Linked DNA regions of Sus scrofa: region 2 is linked to region 1. Evidence: chromatin contacts called from public HiChIP or PLAC-seq data. All regions are on one chromosome and are shown on one strand. Each heading gives the region's core, a stretch centred on a gene start, on an enhancer-like site or on the middle of the called end of the contact. The rest is flanking DNA. Distances are from core to core; before and after follow the strand shown.

Region 1 (2,643 bases), core at 105-2,604:
GGGTACCTTTGCCTACTTCAGCTTTGCCCTCTTTCTTCCAGGGAGGCTCCTGGGCATTCAAGGGCATGGGACTCCCAGAGGCGACCTCTGGAGTGAATGCAAGGGCCTTGTGAGTTCCAGTGCACCCTGGCTCTATCCGGGACCCTGCAGCGTGGTGCTGAGATGCGCAAGGCTCTGGAGAAGAGACGCCCATTGCAAAGCTGGTCAACAGCTCCCGTGCCAGTGGCAGCCGATGCTGGTGCCACCACTGGCCCCACTCTCTAAGAAAAGGTAGGGGCCTCGTCTGAGTTCCTCTCTGTCCCCACAGCCCCCTCTCTCTGCTCAGGCCACCTGAAGGTCCGGCAGGAAAGCTAGGAGACAGAATGACAGACAAATCGTCAATGGTTGTGCTTTATGTGTGGGTGATTCCTACAGCTTACAGGGCACGTGTCTCCTAACAGCCCTGAGATGGAGGGCCGATGGGCATCAGCCTCTCTGTCACCAGGGCAAAGAAAAAAAAAAAAAAAAAAAAACAGGGTCTCAGCAGCTTCTGGCCCCAGGTCACACCACTGGGAAGTGACCTCCCTAGCCGGAAGGTCTGCAACCCATAGTGGTGCCACCCAGGCACGTGGATGTGGCCAACAAAGGACAAAGGGCCCTTCCCTGGTGCCTGCCTGCCCAAAGGAGGCTGCTGGGCTTGCCCGGCTCACAGCCATCAATTCCTGGGGGGGGGGAGGGGTTGGTCTTCTCTGCTGCTTAGGGCTAAGCCTGCCCCCATGGGCAATCTCTACATGACCCCCCAACTGGCTGAGCCCCCCTTCTGGCCCTGGGTGAGGCTAGAGCTGAAGCGGTTTCTCCTCCCACCTGCTGGGGAGCCCCCTCCCCCATGCTCGGTCCTGGGCAGAGAGCCTGGGCGGAGAGCAGCCTCATAGAGGGCTCCACACCCACTCCTGGGAGGGCCTGCTTGGTCCCGGCCCTGTTCCAGGCCCAGTAGCTGCAGCAGAGGGGGGAGGAATGTTCGTGCTCCCTGCCAGCGGGGGCGGGTGCTCCCCACTTGGCAGCAGCCCATCCTCGGGAGTGGGGACACAAAGCGGGCATTTAGGGCATCCTCAAAGGCAGCCCTGACCACGGGACTGGGAGCAGCTCCAAGGGCTCCTCCCTGAGAGGAATGACAAACACCAGCTCCTCCGCGCCCCCCCCTTCCTTCCCCCACCTCCGCTCAAAGAATGGGCTGGGCGGACAGGCGGCCTGAGGGGGCAGAGACCAGGAGCCCATGCGCCTGCCAGCCAGCAGCAGCAGCTTGGAGAAGGGGAAGGCTCTGCGGCTCGCAGAAGCTAAGCCTCCCAGCCAGAAAACACGCCGTTAGCCTGCGGAGCGGCAGCTACCGCGAAGCATGAGGCCCTCTCCCGTTAGGAAGCGGGAACGTCCAGGCCAGTGCGGAGGCAGGGGCTTCTGCGGGCGACCGGGGAACAGAAGGAAAGCCAACTGCCCCAAGGTCTCCACAGTGCTGCCCCCTGCTGTGGGGGGAGGGTAACTGGCGGGAGGGAACATCCCAGGGCGGTGGCCTCCTGGGGTTCAGGGGCAGTGATGAGCACCAACACCGCCTCCAGCCCGGCCTGCTGGGGAAACTCTACCCTTCAGCCCCGTCCTTTCCTCCCCAGGTCGGGTCCAGTCTACCTTCTCGGCTTCTCAAACCCACTGCTCCAGCCCCGCGCCATGCTGGTGGCTCAGATCCTTTTCGTCTCTCCTTGGGATGTCTCACCAGTCCCCCCACCCCACCGCAGCAGTGGTTGGGTCCCAGTGCTTCTTGAATCCCTTCAGTGGTTTCCCCTCGGGAGAGAGGCCCAACTTCTTGCCCGCCCCCCTCCTCAGCTTCATTTCCTCCTGTGTCTCTCATGCCTCCCACTGGCCGTTGCATATGCTGCTCCCTATGCAGGAAGTCCTCTGCCCTCTCTTTCTCTGCCACAATAATTCCTTTGAGGCTCGTTTTGGCATAGCCCTTCACCCAGCACTAATTGCCAGTAGGATGGTGGGTCTTTTCCATTAGACTGGGAGCACCCTGAGGGCAGTGACTAGATCTTAGGCATCTTTGTATCTTTCACATCTGGCCTAGAGCTCTGCACTGAGTAGGTACTTGGTGTTTGCTAGTTGAGTGGGCAAAGGAACAAATAGCCAGATTACTTACAGGAGCCATATCCCACTGCAAACAGATCATTATACTTTGGATTCCTGCAAAGGAAATAAGAACCCATTGGCTCAGGAAATGGACATGGCTCTCCCGTGAACACTGGTGCCTTAACCACGCTGCATACATCTACTGTTGAGCTTAGAGACCTATGATGATCCCCTAAGAGTCCCAGTTTCATTTTTTTCCAACAAGCTGGGGGTCCTTCAAGGGCCAGCAGGTGCTCAGGGACTCTAGGTTTTTTGCAATGTCTGTACTCACCAGCAGAGGGCGGTGACGGCCAGCCGCTTGGCTTTGTCATTTTGGAACTTCCAGAGAGGCAGCAGCGTACCCTCCTGGTCCCGGTATTCATCAGCAACATCCTCGTAGTACTTAAAATCTTAAACACACACAGGCTGAGTCAGCCCTGGGACTGCCACTTTCTGTGTGGACCTCCTTGGCCCAAACAATTAACCTCTTTATATTTTAGAGCGGGAATA
Region 2 (2,643 bases), core at 91-2,590, 74 kb after region 1:
ATATGATGTGCTGATTTGGAGTGTCCACTTTGATGCATTGTGTTGTGAATTCTATCATCCCAACTCCCCTTTTAACTCCTTGGCTCCCCAGAGCTCCCAGTCTGGCCGAGAAGAAACCTGCTCGCATGAAGCAGAACTATAGAAAACTACAGCTCCTTCCTTTAAACACGAGTAAGAGTAGGGAGGAGTTGGGAGGTGATTCTAGGGAGCAGAGCAGGAGAGACCCAGAGGGAGACAACTGGGTGGGAGTTATCAGAGTAGGAGGTACTTGTGGGGAATTGTGGGAGATGCAGGGGATAGTTAGATTGGAGCACTCATTTATTATTCAAAAAATATCTTTTGAGGAGTTCCCATCGTGGCACAGTGGTTAACAAATCTGACTAGGAACCATGAGGTTGCGGGTTCAATCCCTGGCCTCGCTCAGTGGGTTAAGGATCTGGCGTTGCCATGAGTTGTGGTGTAGATCGCAGATGCAGCTTGGATCCCGTGTTGCTGAACCTCCATATGCCGAGGGAGCGGCCCTAGAAAAGGCAAAAAAACAAATATATATATATATATATATATATCTTTTGCGCATCTGCTACTTGCAAGACACTGTACCAGTCACAAGGGATAATAGGACAAATAAAGGCAAACATGGTCCCTGCCTTTATGAACTGGCAATCTAGTGGGAGAGACAGATACTCAACAAATAAAATGCACACATAAAATTACAGTGACAAACTACGACAGGTGCTGGAAAAGACAAGAACAAGGTGGCATGAGAGAATACTAAAGCCTTCCATATTAGACTGAGGATGTCAGGCAAAGCTCCTATGAGAGTAACATTTGAGGGATTCCCATTGTGGCTTAGCAGGTTAAGAACCCCACTAGTATCTGTGAGGATGCGGGTTCAATCCCTGACCTCGCTCAGTGGGTTAAGGACCTGGTATCGCCATGAGCTGTGGTGTAGGTCACAGATGAGGCTCGGATCCAGCGTTGCTGTGGCTGTGGTGCAGGTTAGTGGCTGCAGCTCCAGTTGGACCCCTAGCCTGGGAGCTTCCATATGCCACACTTGCAGCCCTAAAAAGCAAAAAAATAAAGAAAGAAAGAAAGAAAAAGAAAGTGACATTTGAGCCCTGATACAAGATGAGAAGGAGCTTGAATCTCTGACAAGGAGTGACTTGCTTCATGCTCCCCAGTGGGTGGGGACTCCCAGCTGCGTGGGCAGTCTGAATCCCGAATCCCTGCAAACCAGCCTTTCTCCATCCTCTCCCTTTGCAGCATGAGGTCCATTTTCAGGAGTGGAAGCCATGGGAGAACACAGGAGAGCCAACCCAGCCGCCCTCCCATTGGTAGCAAAGCAGAGGATTTGGCAGCCCACTTTGTTGTGAGGCTGGAAAAGCTATGAATAGCTCTGTGATGTGTAATACTTAGTGAGCCAAAAACTTAGCTCTGCTGATGATGAACTCCTACCTGAACCTTCCACCATTGGATGACTTGCACACATCCTCCTGGAGATGAAAACAAGTATCTGGGGCTCCTGGAGGGAGGGGAAAGTGCCAGCCTGGATGTCCTGTTCTCTGTGTGTCAGGCATGGGGTTCACATTCTTTTTACCACAGAAACCAAATGCTACAAGCTGCTCTGTTCAGGGGCAGGACTGCCTCTGGTGGGAAAGCCAGCAGTCTATTGGCCTATAAATCACAGCAGCTGGTGAGAGGGGCCTCCACTGGGGCCTCCTACAAATCCCTAAGGGGTTCCATGAGGATTTCAGCTTCCAGAAAGTCCTCTCTGCTCTCAGTGGGCCGCTGCTTCCAGCCCTGGCCCAGAGGAGGTCATAAGATTAGGGAAAGGCCGAGTGGGGATATTGATGTGGGGAAGTGGTGGTGGCTAGTAAGTAGTTTGGAGAAGAGGAGGGAAAATCACATGCAGTCGGGGAGGGAGACCAAGTTGGGGGATGATATTCAAGGTTGAAAACAATGACACTGGAGTTCCATTATGGCTCAGTGAAAACGAATCTGACTAGCATCCATTAGGACGCAGGTTCGATCCCTGGCCTCACTCCTTGGGTTAAGGATCCGGCATTGCCATGAGCTGTGGTGTAGGTTTCAGACATGGCTCCGCTCTGACATTCCTGTGGCTGCGGCTGGCAGCTACAGCTCCAATTCGACCCCTAGCCTGGGAACTTCCATATGCCGCAGGTGTGGCCCCAAAAGGACAGACAACAAAAAAGGAAAACAGGAGTTCCTGTCGTGGCGCAGTGGTTAACAAATCCAACTAGGAACCATGAGGTTGCGGGTTCGATCCCTGCCCTTGCTCAGTGGGTTAACGATCCGGTGTTGCCATGAGCTGTGGTGCAGGTTGCAGACCCAGCTCGGATCCTGCGTTGCTGTGGCTCTGGCGTAGGCCGGTGGCTACAGCTCTGATTAGACCCCTAGCCTGGGAACCTCCATATGCTGCAGGAGTGGCCCTAGAAAAGGCAAAAAGACAAAAAAAAAAAAAAAAAAAAAGGAAAACATTGGCACCAAGGGAACCAGTCAGCAAAATATGTTCTATCATCCATCGGCCTCCCTGTTCCTGATGGAACCTGTTTCACATCCTTCATTTGCCAGGGCTGAGCTACAGCAGACAGGTTGTCTAAGGAAGCCCCCATGAGAGGAGTT

Evidence for each region. HiChIP or PLAC-seq counts read pairs in DNA pulled down with a chosen protein or histone mark.
Region 2: a contact with region 1 is called in an H3K27ac HiChIP or PLAC-seq map of skeletal muscle, with 4 times the contacts expected there. The contact joins two enhancer-like sites. A contact is called at or near these places in 22 of 47 Hi-C or Micro-C datasets (alveolar macrophages, blood, brain and 11 more) and 1 of 2 datasets of contacts at active chromatin or transcription factors (skeletal muscle).

Annotation. Positions count from the first base shown.
Region 1 is chr10:32,294,682-32,297,324 of Sscrofa11.1, forward strand. DNAI1 (dynein intermediate chain 1, axonemal) reads right to left here. Exons shown (of 20, transcript XM_021064678.1): 11 at 2,426-2,543; 12 at 2,165-2,208. It overlaps LOC110255674 (a long non-coding RNA gene), which reads left to right. Exons shown (of 3, transcript XR_002336316.1): 2 at 42-270; 3 at 1,641-2,643. Among named protein-coding and RNA genes, the nearest start is that of ENHO, 23 kb to the left of the region's middle. Within about 2 kb of position 1,355, at least 36 of the 83 cell types and tissues checked have an H3K27ac peak or open chromatin away from gene starts, as enhancers often do. A contact at or near this core is called in skeletal muscle, where this site is marked.
Region 2 is chr10:32,369,046-32,371,688 of Sscrofa11.1, forward strand. The region is part of intron 1 of FAM219A (protein FAM219A); the gene reads left to right. Among named protein-coding and RNA genes, the nearest start is that of FAM219A, 15 kb to the left of the region's middle. Within about 2 kb of position 1,341, at least 3 of the 83 cell types and tissues checked have an H3K27ac peak or open chromatin away from gene starts, as enhancers often do. A contact at or near this core is called in skeletal muscle, where this site is marked.